Linked DNA regions of Xenopus laevis: region 2 is linked to region 1. A link is a contact called in public Hi-C data. All regions are on one chromosome and are shown on one strand. Each heading gives the region's core, a stretch centred on a gene start, on an enhancer-like site or on the middle of the called end of the contact. The rest is flanking DNA. Distances are from core to core; before and after follow the strand shown.

Region 1 (7,394 bases), core at 1,722-4,221:
TACCATTGCCTCTAGGGGTGATACCATTGCCTCTAGGGGTGATACCATTGCCTCTAGGGGTGATACCATTGCCTCTAGGGGTGATACCATTGCCTCTAGGGGTGATACCATTGCCTCTAGGGGTGATACCAGTCCTAGGAACAGTGTGGCAGGGATTCTCACTAGCCTCTGTCCTTGCTGTTATATTTTCAGGCCAGGCAGCCGTTCCAATGCTGCTTGTGCCAACTAGTAAAGGATTATGGGAGTTGTAGTTCTGGCTTTCCTGTATGTGGGTAGAGAAACACAAGACTGGCTGATATTGTGCAGGAAAACAGTGTTTCTTTAGCCTTTAATAGTGTTAGGAAGCCTATGGGAACTGCTGTGGGGTTTGCTCAATAAAAGGTATAGTTATTATTCATTTTATGGCTTTTAACACTCATGGGAGTTTGTAGCCATTATTAAAGGCTCATGATACTTCCTTGAGAGACCAGTGTGCTTTCATTGATACTATATTCCTATGGAGACTTAATTTTATATATTTGTATCTGATAATACCTTTTGAAAGTGATTGATACAATTGTAGCCCTATTACAGTATTGCTGGGAGGCTTGCGTTGCTATTGGCTGGCTGGGGGCAGTGATGAGACAATGCTTATTTAGCGTGGAGCTGTGTCTGTTCCGTGACACTATCCTGCGTCTTCTTGACATTGGGATGCGACCTCTCCCTGTGACGGATTCTGCTGGATGATTGCTTTTTTTGGTTGCAGGTATAAGGCTTTTTATTTGCTTTATGACTCTAGTTATGGGCTTAAAGACCTTTTAAGAAACGGCCGCCGTCTTCTGCTGTGGTGTTGGGTGCTGGCCTTTTCCTGCCAGAGAGGTTGAAAAGAAGCTTCGATCTAGAAAGCACCCACCCTAGAGTATATATTTCCTTTACAAAAAAAAATCGAGTTGTATGTTGCAGTGCTGGAAAGCCTAGTTCCCTTGAAGGGAGGGCGGAAAAGAGGGAGAGGCCGTCAGGGCGTGGAAAACTAGGAAGCCTCCAGACAAAAGGAAGGGCATCCTGATCCCTTCCTCCTCCTTTCTATGGGATAATGTTCAATGCAGGACTCCTCCCTCTACAATGCTCTCTCTAGCTGCAAGGAGCAGTCCTCTCGGCTATGTCCGGCCGGGTTTTCTTAAATTTTACACATCTCTGCTTTGTAAATCTTGCTTTGTTTACAGCCGGAGTGCCCATACTCTACTAATGTGGGGTCTACTTTTAGTCATGTTGTCCAATTATGATCTACATCCATAATATCACTGTTAGCATTCTGTTCCATGGAAAATATTAATTAAATATTATATTGATTTATAAGATCATTTATATTCCTATATTTAAAAAACTATTTCTTATGTAGCCTTAACAGAATAAATATCTGAATGAAAAGAATAAAACAGAAGGGTGATTTAGACAAGCTGTCTGTTGACAGTGTCTTGAGCTCTACTGATCACCAACTAAAAGTCTACTGGTAGATCCCGATTTACCTGTTGGACACCCCTGGTTTACAGCAGTCCCCTGAAGCTCCCTTGGCGTGATGCAGAGAATAAGGATTAGAGTGGCTGTGGGTGCAGGTCAGTAGACACTGCTGATTTGATCTTTTGATGAGAGTTCTATATTTAAAGGGATTTTTATTTTTGTGATGTCGTTTTTTATTTTTAAATTACACTGCAAATAATTCACTCTACAATATAAAATCTCGTTCTTAAAGGACATGTAAAGCCTACATTTTCCTACCATGTAAATAAGTTGGGCATACCTTCCCCCAACCAAATGGCATTATTGGTACTGCATATATCCCCTCAGTTTGCCAGCATCATTACATTTCCCTAAAAGAAATAGCAGATTTCACCCAGGGCCATTTTCCCTCTGACACATCATCAGTGCATTTATATCTGCAAACAGCACATATGAGATGTAAAGTTCTTGCATTTAAAGAATGCAGAATTTACTATGATGAAAAGTCCTGCTTGAATTGAGAACTGTAATGGTCACTCTGAGCTCAGGAGAGGGGTTAGGGTTTAAAAATAGGAGCAGACAGCTAGAGCATAGTTTCTATGGGAATCAGCAATGCTATCTCTTCATTGGCTGCTAAACTGGAGGGTGTTTAGAAATCTGAGCTTGGAAGAACGGAGCATGCTCAGTAGCCTTCAGCCAAAGGAAATTCCTGAGGAGAGGGGCTGAGTAGGCGAGAGGGGCTGAGTAGGCGAGAGGGGCTGAGTAGGCGAGAGGGGCTGAGTAGGCGAGAGGGGCTGAGTAGGCGAGAGGGGCTGTAGGAATTCTAAGTAATTAAGGGGGATGCTGCAGCCTTACTATTAAACTTTGAAATACCAGAGTGGCAGGTATTTAGAGATTTCAAAAGGGCTGTTCAATGATTCGATTTTTGCGTGGGAAGTTTACATGTCCTTTAAACCAGCAAGTGTATTTTTTTTTTAGTTGTAATATTGGTGTGTAGGTGGTTTGCCTGGTCATGTGATTTCAGAAAGAGCCAGCAATTTAGGATGGAACTGCTTTCTGGCAGGCTGTTGTTTCTTCTACTCAATGTAACTGAATGTTTTGCAGTGGGACAGTGATTTTACTATTAAGTGCTGTTCTTCTATCTACCAGGCAGCTGTTATCTTGTGTCAAGGAGCTGCTATCTGGTTACCTTCCCATTGTTCTGTTGTTAGGTTGCTGGGGGGGATATCAATCCACCTTGCAGTAAAGAGTGAAAGTTTGTCAGAGCACAAGTCACATGACTGGGGGGAGTTGGGAAACTGACAATATGTCTAGTCCTGTGTCAAATTTCTAAATTAAATCTAAAAAAAATCTGTTTGCTCTTTTGAGAAACAGATTTCAGTGCAGAAGTCTGCTGGAGCAGCACTATTAACTGATGCGTTTTGAAAGGAAAAAAAAAACATTCTTTCCCATGACAGTATCCCTCTAAGTTTTTAACACGGTTACTTCTTTTTCAGGTTACAGCTGACTGCGCATCAGATTAATTGAGAACGGCTCTTGTTGGTTGGCAGACTTCGCCTTTTCCTTCCTTTCCACCTATCTGATCTCCTCCCTCAGCACAGCCATGGACAGGACCGCACAGATCCAGAAGGCCAAGCTAGCCGAGCAGGCTGAACGTTACGACGACATGGCAGCCAGCATGAAAGACGTGACAGAGTGTGGCGGGGAGCTGTCCAGCGAAGAGAGAAATCTCCTTTCTGTTGCCTACAAGAACGTGGTGGGAGCAAGAAGATCTGCCTGGCGGGTCATCTCCAGCATTGAGCAGAAGTCGGACAGTGAAGAAACCAAGCTGAAGATTGCCAAAGAGTACAAAGAAAAAGTGGAGAGTGAGCTTCAAAGTATTTGTGAAACTGTTCTGGTGAGTGAGTTTAATGAGCACTAGGACTGTATCAGTCATGAAAAAGCTGTCCAGACTCTTGCTAACCAAACAGCTGTTCAATTAAAGGGAAACTATCGCAAAAATGTAATATAAGCTTCAGCACACTGAAATAAGTATAAATAAGAAGTTTTCTAAATATAATCAATTAAAAATCCTGTACTGTTTCTCAAATCAAGTTCATCTTTGCTATCCCTTTCCCCGCATCTGTTTCTCTTCATTCTCTCTTTGGGTGTCATATATTCATTGACAGATCCAATATATTTTATAGGGTGTTCCTTTTACCTTGATGTATTAGAGCTCACTATTAAAATCACCAGACATCATGTCTCTCTACATGCAGAATTCGTGCAAAAGGCAGTTATTTTGTTTGATTATGTTTGTACTGGAATCCGTTATTTGAATGAGCTTTAATTCATCTGCTAGGAAAGGAAGCCCCCCTATAAGATCTATTGGATCGAACTGTCAATGACTATCTGACACCCAACTGCTGCATGCAGAGAAAAATGAAGAGAAACAGATGCTGAGAGAGGAATAGTGAATATAAACTTGATTATTTGTATTTAGAAAGTTTCTTATTTCAGCATGATGAAGCTTATATAACATTTTTATCTCCCCTTTAAATTTTATTCCCCTACACCAGTCCTGCTATTGGTGACCTCAACAACGTACAGGTGTCTGCCAAACCACTGGTATTTTATAGGGCCTAATTGTTTTTTTTTTTTTTTACATAGAGAATATCACAGTACAGGTATGGGATCCGTTATCCGGAAACCCGTTATCAAGAAAGTTACAAATTACGCAAAGGCCGTCTCCCATAGACTCCATTATAATCAAATAATCCAAATTTTTAAATATTATTCCCTTTTTTTCCCTGTACTGATAAAACAGTACCTTGCACTTGACCAAACTAAGATATAATAAATACTTATTGGAAGCAGAACCCACCTATTGGGTTTATTTAAAGTTTATCTGATTTTCTAGTAGACTTAAGATCTGAAATTACGGAACGATCCATAATCTGGAAAACCCCAGGTCCCAAGCATTCTGGGTAATAAGTCCCATACCTGTATATACAATTATATATTAGAAGTAGGAGTAATCTTGATTGTGCCTCCTGGCACTTCAGTTATTTATATAGAGCGATTGCTTCTGTTTATTTCATAAATCATAATCCCAAACCATCTGTGCTCTGCTATTTTTACTCAACACATTGGAGTCCAGTAAAATGTTTATGAATGTATTCAGTGAATGTGTAGGGGACCATCATTCATAGATTTCCTTCTGTCCATGTACAGATTGCTGTCTGAAGTATATTTCACCTGAATAGTGCTCAAGTAGGTTTTCTTCAAGTTTAAATCCGTATCAAACTGAGTAGAAAGTTTCTGAAACCAGTTTAACTTGAGCTTAGTGATCAAAACTGCAGCACTCCCATGTCATACTAAGTCATCCAAAACTGTAGTAGTATTTTCCTTAAGTTCCTATAAACTACAAGTTTCTGACTTTAAAGATGATGGCTCATTTCCTCACCTGAGGAAATATATATACTTCCTAAAGGGGTTGTTCACCTCTGTTCACTTCTTTTATGTTCTAGAATGGCTAATTCTAAGCAATTTTTCTTCATTTTGTTATTACAGTATTTAAACTATTTACCCTCTTTTCTGATCCTTTCCAAACTTCAAATGGGGGTCACTGACCCCATTTAAAAAAAGCATGCTCTGTAAGGCTACACACTTATTGTTATTGCCACTTTCTATTTCTTTCTATTATGTTTTTCAGTTATACTTTTCCTGAGATCATAAAATAGCTGTTAGTAGCACTTCTAAAGATAGTCTTCTGTTCTCTTTAAACAGGGATGCTTTAAAGGACAAGGAAAGTTAAAGGGATACTGTCATGGGAAGACATGATTTTTTTTTTTTCAAAACACAACAGTTAATAGTGCTGTTCCAGCAGAATTCTGCACTGTAAACCATTTTTCAAAAGAGCAAACACATTTTTTATATACAGTTTTGAAATATGACATGGGGCTAGACCTATTGTCAGTTTCCCAGCTGCCCCAGTCATGTGACTTGTGCTCTGATAAACTTTAGTCACTGCTGTACTGCAAGTTGGAATGATAATTAGTGACGAGCCCTAAGCTTAGCTTCTCAACAGCCAATCAGAGCCCACTGAGCATGTGAGTGTCACAGACACTTTCCAAGATGGTGACCCCCTGTGACAAGTTTGAAGTCCTGGATCATTGCTGCTATTGACGAGCTGACACTTTAGGCTGGTGCAATAAGCTCAGTATATAAAACATTGCCGTTTTAGCTATATTCATTTTTAGGGTTTAGTTATCCTTTAAGTGAATAGTTGTGTGCAGACCACTTTCCAGAAAAGATGAGCACCCAGCATTCCTGCTGATGTTGGCAAGGTTTTTCCTCTTGACTAAAACATCAAGTATCTCAAATGGTTTTTACAGTTCTACTTTGGCTGCTGTTTTATTGTCTGCAGCTGCAAGCAGTGTTGCAACTCATAGCTATAGATCTAAAATGATTTTTTTTTTCACCCTGTTTCGCAGCGGAAATGATGCCCATAGACTTCAATGGGAAAAAAAAAAATATTTGCAGCGTAAAAAAAAGCCACTCGTCAAAAATAATGTCGCCCATAGACTTAAATGCATTTTGGCAAATTTTCCCTGTTGGCGAAATTTAAATTCCATCCCTAATTATGTACTACAGTGTTTGAAAGTGATTTGAGGCCTATTCTTCCAGGCAGGTTTAGTCTAGGACAGGAATCCCCAAATTTTTTTTCACCCATGAGCCACATTCAAATGTAAAAAGATTTGGGGAGTAACACAAGCTTAAAAATGTTCCTGGGATTGCAAATAAGGGCTGTGATTGGGTATTTGCTAGCCCTTATGCGGGCTGACAGCATATAGGAGTCTCGTTTGGCATTACACTTTGTTTTTATGCAACCAAAAATTGTCTCCAAACCTGGTATTCAAAAATAAGCTCCTGCTCTGGGGTCACTGGGAACATCATCCAAGAGGTTGGGGGGGATCACTGCTCTAGTGTGTTCAGGGTAGTTGGCAGGTGCTAGTTCACCTCAATTTGAAAGTTATGGATTTCAGGACCCTCATCTTAGTCAGCCCACTTTTATTTTGGCCTTAGCCTTGGGATCATTGTCTATTAAACAGTGAACATTTACTCAAGCTTTAGGCTTTTGACCGTGAAATAGTTTTCTGTAATAACGCTCATAGCCCCAGCCAATGAAAAGGAAGCACACACTGTTACACTTACCAGCACCTTATTGATTTCCACCAGTAAATGTTTTATTTGGAGTAATGGCTTTATATATGTCAACCTTCCATACACACCAGTGTGTCGCACAGTTTCTCATATAAGTGATGGTGCAGCTTTACGCTGGTCATACACAGGTTGATAAAACTTGTTCTCTCCTGATCGAATCTGCAGCTTATTTACATATCTTTATAAAATGCCAAAATTTTCTGCAGTGATGTACAATACATGGGTGTATGCTTTAAACATAGGAAAAGCCACCAATAACCAGCACGAGGTAGAGAGGTCCCTGATCAAAAGAGCTTACAATCTAAAAGGAGAAGAGATGGACATATGTTGTGGGGTTTAGTAAAATCATAAGCCAGCAAGGAAAGATGTGAAATTGATAGGGATGCACCGAATCCACTATTTTGGATTAGGCCAAATTTGCATATCCAAAAACGTTTACTTCCTTGTTTTGTGACAGTCACATGATTTCCCTCCCCGCCCCTAATTTGCATATGCAAATTAGAGTTCGGCTAGGCAGAAGGATTCGTCCGAATCCTGTCTGAATCCCGAACCGAAACCTGGATTTGGTGCATCCCTAGAAATTGAGTTACATTTAGCAGTACAGGTATGGGACCTGTTATCCAGAATGCTCAGGACCTGGGGTTTTCCGGATAACAGATGTTTCTATAACTTGGGTCTTCACTGTAAATCTACTAGAAAATCATTTAAACATT
Region 2 (7,394 bases), core at 3,611-6,110, 130 kb before region 1:
CTGCGACCCATCGGTGCCCATTCGCATCATTGTAATCCAGGGCCGACCATTCGGATTAACCCGAAATAGCCCTGCCATTAGTGGGCATATCGGGTTAAGATACGCTGGTTTGGCGATTGGATCTAATAGTTTATGGCCACCGTTAGATCCCCATCCTTTTGTTAATCAGGTTGTTGTAATTCTAGTAGATGTAGTTCTTCAGTGGCTGGAGATCACAGGTTGAAAGTTTCTGATGTCAATGCGGAATGTGTCAGTTGCACAGTGTGATAGTATGTGATTAGTACTCTCACCAGGGATATTTCATGTGCTTCCTGAATCAGCAGACCCAACCCAAATGCCTGCTTAGTTTATGTATAAAAACAGCTCTGTGTAATAGATTTTACTAGCAGTTAGGCAGGTTAAAAGCTTGAACTTGATGGACTTGTGTCTTTTTTCAACCTAACTTACTTTGTTACTATGTAGTCCTACGGCAATTGGTGCATCTCTTGGCTGGGCAGACTGAGCGTTTTAAGTAGCACCTTCACTTTGCTTTACTTGTAAATAAAGAGAGTTATTTATCAAAATCTGAAAGTTCTCATTTTCTAAAAACCACTCCGACCAAATCTGCACTGACTTTCCCCCCCTATTTATCAATACGTTTTTCTGAAAATTTCTTGTGCCGGAAAAAACTCGCTAAAATTGTGAAAAAATCTGGATTAGGCACATTTTTTGGATTATTGTATGACACCGAGCACAGATCAGGATATCAACGGGACATCTGCCATTGACTTCTACATGAACTCGGCCGGTCTGAGTTGGAGTACTTTTGTATTCGGACTTTTAACACCACTGGCAAGGGCATAACTACAGAGGAAGCAGACCCTGCAGCTGCAGGGGGCCCAGGGGGTATAGGGGCCCAATGAGGTCCTAATTGATATACAATTTCAATTAATATTGGTAAAAAAGGTCAATCTCTAGTCATTTTGGGGCCTGAAAAATAATTAATGTGGGGTCCAGTAATATCTAGTTATGCCACTGACCATCGGGGCTTAATAAATCTCGAAAAATTCAAGTTTCTTTTTCTACAAATAAAAAATGGTGGTTTTCTCCTTTAAAAGTCCAACCAGAAAAAAAATCGGACTTTGATAAATAACCCTCTAAATGTGGACAGAGTGTAGCTAGAAGTGACTGGGTCCCACAGAAAAATCATTTTAGGTTCCCTAAAAACAACTTATCGATAAATCGCCCACTGGGCCCCCTAGAGTCTCCTTGCCCCACCACCAGCAGTTGCATTGGCCTGTGTTCTTTATAGTTACATCCCGGTGTGTACGTGTGTATACATGCCGTCTGTGCTTTGGTATTACTGTGCTTTACAGATGGGTGTGTGCCAAATTGTTTAAACCATATAACCATTAAAAGTGTATACTCTTCTTGTTAAGAAAATGACTGTTACAAGGGCCACACCCAGAGCACAAAGGAAAAGTAAACAACTGCCAGCTGCTGCCGCTCCCTAGATGTATTTATGAGCTCCTTGGCTTGCATGGCCTAGAGTAACAGCAGCAGGCACAGCCGTGGCAATGAAGAATCATAGAGTAAAATAGTGATTACATTTCATTATGGGTTTATGGCCTAGACATTATAAATCTGTTGGGATTAAAAAGATTATTTTCATGTCGTCCTGTGATTCTAATAGACAATAAGCAACTGATCCACATCAGTGAAATTGGCATCCATATCCATCCATCAACGATCAGCATCAATCCATATAAAATTGTGCCTACCTATTAAAGCTGTGTTTTGATTTTAGTTTCTTTATATGATGACACAGAATGTGCAGGAACCTGAATATGGAAGTGCATTTTTGTTTCTGTATACAGGGGTTTATACAAGACTCAAGCCGGGGGTGGAAGGTAGCTGCATGTAAATCAAATGATGCAACATTGAGTGCCTATAGGAACACCATATAAAGGGTGTTTGGTTCGTATATCTAGGTCTCAGTTAAGTATAGGGCTCCTTTGTACCCAGGCATGCTGAACCTTGTACCTCATCTGTCAAAATAGGTGCAGTAGGGAAAAAGACCCTTCCAGTAGTATGGATGAGTGCAAGAAGGTGCAGGAATTTTAAACTGATTAAATATAGGCATTAGAACTGGGGGGCACCTGATGTGAGCAGCCAAGAGGTAAAAGTTGTTCAGTGCCAAAGTGAAGGCCCCTCTCTCATACAAATTGATCTTCCCCGGTGCATGGATGTAATTTTGCACCCATTTCCGTTCCAAATGCTATGTTTAGTTTTTGTAAAAGAGTCATGAAGTACAGTGAAAACCAGGTATAATGAATGAGGGTAGCGGTAGAAAAATCTGGAGCCACGTTGCACCTTGTTTATTCCCATGCATATTTGCAAACATTTTTAGGTTAATAGCACAGTAAATATGCCAGCTGAGTAAATATGCCATCTGAGAACCTCTCAGCCGCTGCCTCCTGCACCCTGTGTGTGCATTTAAAGGCACAGGATCAGCTTGTCAGCACAGGATTTTGGAAGCGCTAAAGTATGCATTTCTGCACCAAAATTTTTTTGGTGTGAGCAGGCTGATCCTGTGCTTATCAATGCACCCATATACAAGGAATAAAGCTGGCCATAGATGCAAAGATCCGATCATTCGAATCCTCGAACAATCGGATTTATCGGACTTCCCCATCTCACGACCTGCCACTAACCTTTCATATCAAATAAAGTAGTGAAAGAACAGATCAGCCGATGTTCTGCCCCTACAGCAATCGTACGATAGTTATGTCCGACCAAAGCTGGTGACAGTCTCCCACTGAAGATCGGCAATACATGCAGAGATATTATCGGCAGCCAAAAGAAATTTTCTAACCTGTCCGTTCGACTGAACAAATGATGGGCACTCCACACACGATCAGAAAATCGTACGAATATATCGGATCTTTGCTTCTATTGTCAGCTTAAAAGAGTAGGATGCAATAGACTGACAGAATAATTTACAAATCTGCAGCCAATGCAGCCCGCAATTTTTTAGACACGGTTGCAGGCGACAAATCTCCTGAAAATGCCTCCCCATTGCCGGTTATTGAAATCGCTGGTGGTATGCCCAACTGATCGCTAAATCGTCCAAAAGATGCCCCTGGAGGAAACTTTGGACATACAGTACCGCCATACTGCTGGACATACCGCCAGCTATTCCTGTTACTGGAAATGGAGAGGCATTTTTGGGAGATTTCTCGCCCAGAGCTGCGTCTAATAAATCACGCGCTATAAATCTTCCCATGTGCCACTGCCCTAAGAGCAATGGCACATTGGACATTGTGTTGCTTGTGATAAATCTTGGCTACTGCAGGCAACAAAATGTCCATTTTTTTCTTCCCAACAGCTAAAATGCAAAACGCCTGTTGGGAAACATAAGCGGCACACGATTGTCCAAATTTTTCACACAAGGAGACTTCAGGCTACTTCAAAATTGTGTCTACGACATGTACTGTATGTCTCCCCACTGGTGATTTGAATTTTTGCTGGTGAAATTGTTCATTATTTTAGTCCCCGCCTGTCAGAGGGGACTGAAACAGTAAAGTAACTAGAGGGGGACGGGCTATGGCGCGGTACGTGCAGCCGGGCCCCCGCCCCCCTCCGTACAGCCGCTATTACTAAAGAACTCAGTGGCACGCGAGCTACCGGGGGGCCCTGAGGGGGTGCGGGCCCTGGCCCAATCGCACCCCCTGCTCCCCTGGTAGTTAAGCCACTGGACTGAAATAAGGTACAATAAAATAAATATATTCATTTATACAACTAAAATAAAGCTAATCTTCTTAATACGCTATAATAGGAATCATTATTTCTGACATTCATTAACTAAGAGGCAGATTTACTAAGACGCGAATGGAAAATTCTAATTTCAAATTTATATTTTGCTCAAAACAATCAACTTGAATTTGAATGTGAGACACTTCAAAAATTCAAATTCGAATATTCGCCACCTAAAACCTGCCGAGTTCATGTAGAAGGCAATGGCAGAGGTCCCTTGAACTATTTGAAGATGTCAATTGTTGTCATGAGCGAAATTTTTCGCCATGTTTTGACGCAAAAATGATGCCCATAGACTCCAATGGGAGAAAAAACATTTGCTGTGCAATATTCAAGTTTTTATTCTGGAATTTGGATCAAATTTTCCGGTCAGGACTATTCGATCGAATTTTAGACCAATAATCATTTTTTGATCAATAATACTTGCATATCATTCGAATGGTGATCAAACTTTAGACTTTATTAGAGTTTTTAAAAAAATCACATTATTCTACAATTCAACCTTTGATAAATAACCCCCTAAATATGTAACGTAGCTTTCAAGTGACAAATACAATCCAGTGTTTCCCTTTCATGGCAAACGGATGCAGAGCTTGATTCTCAAAGCTGTAATGTTAGCTGGGTAATAATTCACTCTCTCTGTTGCTATACAATAGCTGGTAAAGTGCTGACTAATCTGTGCAGCAGCTTCTGTAATGCAGACTCTTGTTTCATACACGCAGAACAACCTGATGAGTGGCAACAAACAATTCAATCTCAGGGCTTAGTCACAATGTGCATTTACTGTGACAGTGGAGAAAAGGCAAACTGCACTGTATGTGTATGTATCATTTCGGCCCATATCTGCGTTTTCTTTTTGTATTGCTTAGCTTACTTTTTAGGCCCTTTCCCAGGGCCAGAATTAAGCATTTGCCTAGAGCACAATGGTGATGGGGGGCCAAGCACTGTACCTATTTTCAGGGTTGGACTGGACCATTGGGGGCCCACCGGGTTCCAAACCTCTGGGGCCCCTGCGGCATGCCCGCAATTCTTTTTTTTATGGGGCCAGACGAACTGAGAGCAGATCTGTGCCGACTGGGGTCCATGAGGGCCAGGGCCAGTCTGAATCAGCCTCTTTTGCTTTAACGTGGTCACTCATCTGCGCATGCATATGCAGAGGGGGTCTCCTTCTCCTTGGCCCGGCACTTTCCTCTCCAATTCATCTTCTATTCTAACTTCCAAACTGCTGCTTGGTTGCAAGTAGTGATGTGCGGGTTTTATAGTTTGGAAACTTTTTAAAGCAATCTTCTACTTTTGGTTTATGGATCTGAAAAACTATGGCCGTAGTATTTTGAAGAACTGGAAATATTGGGCAGATTTAATATTATTATGATTATTATTATTAATAATAATACTTGACAATTGAATTGGCCATGAGATAGGGAACTGGACCCAATTCACCTCTGCTTTACTTTCAAAAATGACAAAGTTTGGAGGAATCCTTGCAGAGATGAGCACATTAGGGCAAGAGGACAATTACACACTTCAAACGTATTACTTTTCAGCACTCAAACACTTGTTAAGTTTCTAAGAGTTGTCACCTTCTCTAGAATGAGATGTCTCCTCCCAAACGCTCAGTCAATTCCCAGACATGACTACAGCTGAGTCAGTGAGATTGCAAAACTTGATTTTCTTCATTTGACCTGGTAACAGATGGTGCCTGCAGCAATACAGCAGGTTATACTGGATATGTACACTAGGGGTCACACTACTGCCTCCTTACAAATAAGCAAGGCTTATAAGGTAGAGCCCAATCCAGTACAGTAGAACCCCCATGTTACCTTTTCCAGGGGACCAAAAAAAATGGTGTAAAATCTGGGAAATTGTAAAATCAGGGAAATTTTTTATATTTAAAGTGGACCTGTCACCCAGCATAAAAAGCTGTTTAATAAAAGTCCTTTTCAAGTTAAACATGAAATCCAAATAATTTTTTTATTAAAGGTTTCGTAGCTGTTGTAAACTTATTTAAAAATCTCAGCTGTCAATCAAATATTTTCAGCCCCTCCTCTATGCCTTAGGTAGGCAATTACTTTCACTTTCCATTCAGCACTTACTAAATGTCACTGCATTACCCACATTCCCCCCATTCTCTTCACCATTTAATTGTGTAGCCAGGGCATTGGGATGGACATCAGGTCCCCCATTCTGATGCACAAAGAAGATTCTGAGATGATACAAGGCTTGCCTTAATAACAGTGTCCACAAAATGGCTCCTGTCTGCTTGTTATAATTATGAATTCCCAGACTGAAGAAAACAAGATTCAAATAATTGATATAGTGTAATTGAAGTTAATTTTGCTTGACTAACGTGATAAAATAGGATTTGGAATAATTTTTTTGGGTGACGGGTCCCCTTTAAATATATATGTGGGACCACAAAACAACTATGTAATATGAGGGAAAACTTATATACAGGGGATGTAAAATTGAGGTTGTATTGTATTGTATATGTATACAATATGTATATATGTCATAAATTCGACTAACTTATGTTTGTCACTTTGTACATTTCAGTTTGTCTCATGATGTTATGGGAGTTTCATTAACTTTAGATTTATGAAGGTGGGAAAAGGAAAATGTAGAAAAGCTAAGCCCCTCAAATGGAGAAAACCCATTTAAACCAATTAAGTCCAATCAGTAGACAAAGTCTGCAGATGGTGCTGTTGGAAGCAGTAGTTCAGCAGCAGATGGACGGCTGCATGTTATGTCACATATTTAATAAAGTAAAATGGCATTTTCTTGGCCAATGGACTATTCCCAATTTCACAAATACTCCAGCAGAGCCAGCAGACTTTCACTATATTTTTCATGTTAATTCCTTGTCTATGTGTTAATTGTTGCTACCTGATCGCTTGGCAGAATTTGGAAGGTTTCTATAATCAAAAGGTAGATAGGAAACAACATGAAAGGGCCATCGATATTGTCAATTTTTTAGTAAAAAATATGCCTGGTACAAGGTAATACAAACCCAACTACCCTCGTACCTTATATTTACTTGGTTGCAGCTAAGATCGGGGCAAAGGGGTAGGTCATGCTACAGTGTTTCTGGCGGGGAGCGGATCCCACCATGTTTTGACCCGTTGTTCTGCCAGCTAAATCCGACCCTGGTAATACACACGTGGCATAGTTCTATAATCTCTCTCTAAACATAGTATGAGAAATACTTAGGTATAATCAGCTTATGTCCCCGTTTGTCCCTCAGCAGATTTTTGATTTAGGGACCTAAATCTTCTATAAGATCTTTCTAACAAAGAGCAATACAATAAAGATGAGTGGTCAGTCATAATTCAATCTGCACCTGACCCTAAAACAGAAACCTTTAACCTGCACCTGACCCTAATCCGGAGAACCCGAAACCTGCACCTAACCCACATTGCCATTGAAAGACCCGCACCCACATTTCTTACTGCTCTGTCTTTTACTTCTACATGCACATCTGATTCCAAGACAGGGAATCTTTGGGAGCAGAGGAGGAGTGTACATCCCCAGCCTGACCTGCACCCAACCCAAACTCACAATGGTTACCTGAATTCAACCCAAACCACCTGACCTCTGGGCAG

The links. A called contact is a pair of places that touch in the nucleus more often than the background predicts.
Region 2: a Hi-C map of the XTC cell line shows a contact between it and region 1, with 3 times the contacts expected there. The contact joins the enhancer-like site here to the promoter of ywhaq.S in region 1. A contact is called at or near these places in 2 of 4 Hi-C or Micro-C datasets (the XL177 cell line and the XTC cell line).

What each region holds. Positions count from the first base shown.
Region 1 is chr5S:125,394,698-125,402,091 of Xenopus_laevis_v10.1, reverse strand. It overlaps ywhaq.S (tyrosine 3-monooxygenase/tryptophan 5-monooxygenase activation protein theta S homeolog), which reads left to right and starts at 2,971. Exons shown (of 5, transcript NM_001086903.1): 1 at 2,971-3,373. The coding sequence starts at 3,080.
Region 2 is chr5S:125,523,782-125,531,175 of Xenopus_laevis_v10.1, reverse strand. No RefSeq gene overlaps it. Among protein-coding and RNA genes, the nearest start is that of grhl1.S, 100 kb to the left of the region's middle. Within about 2 kb of position 4,860, at least 1 of the 7 cell types and tissues checked has an H3K27ac peak or open chromatin away from gene starts, as enhancers often do.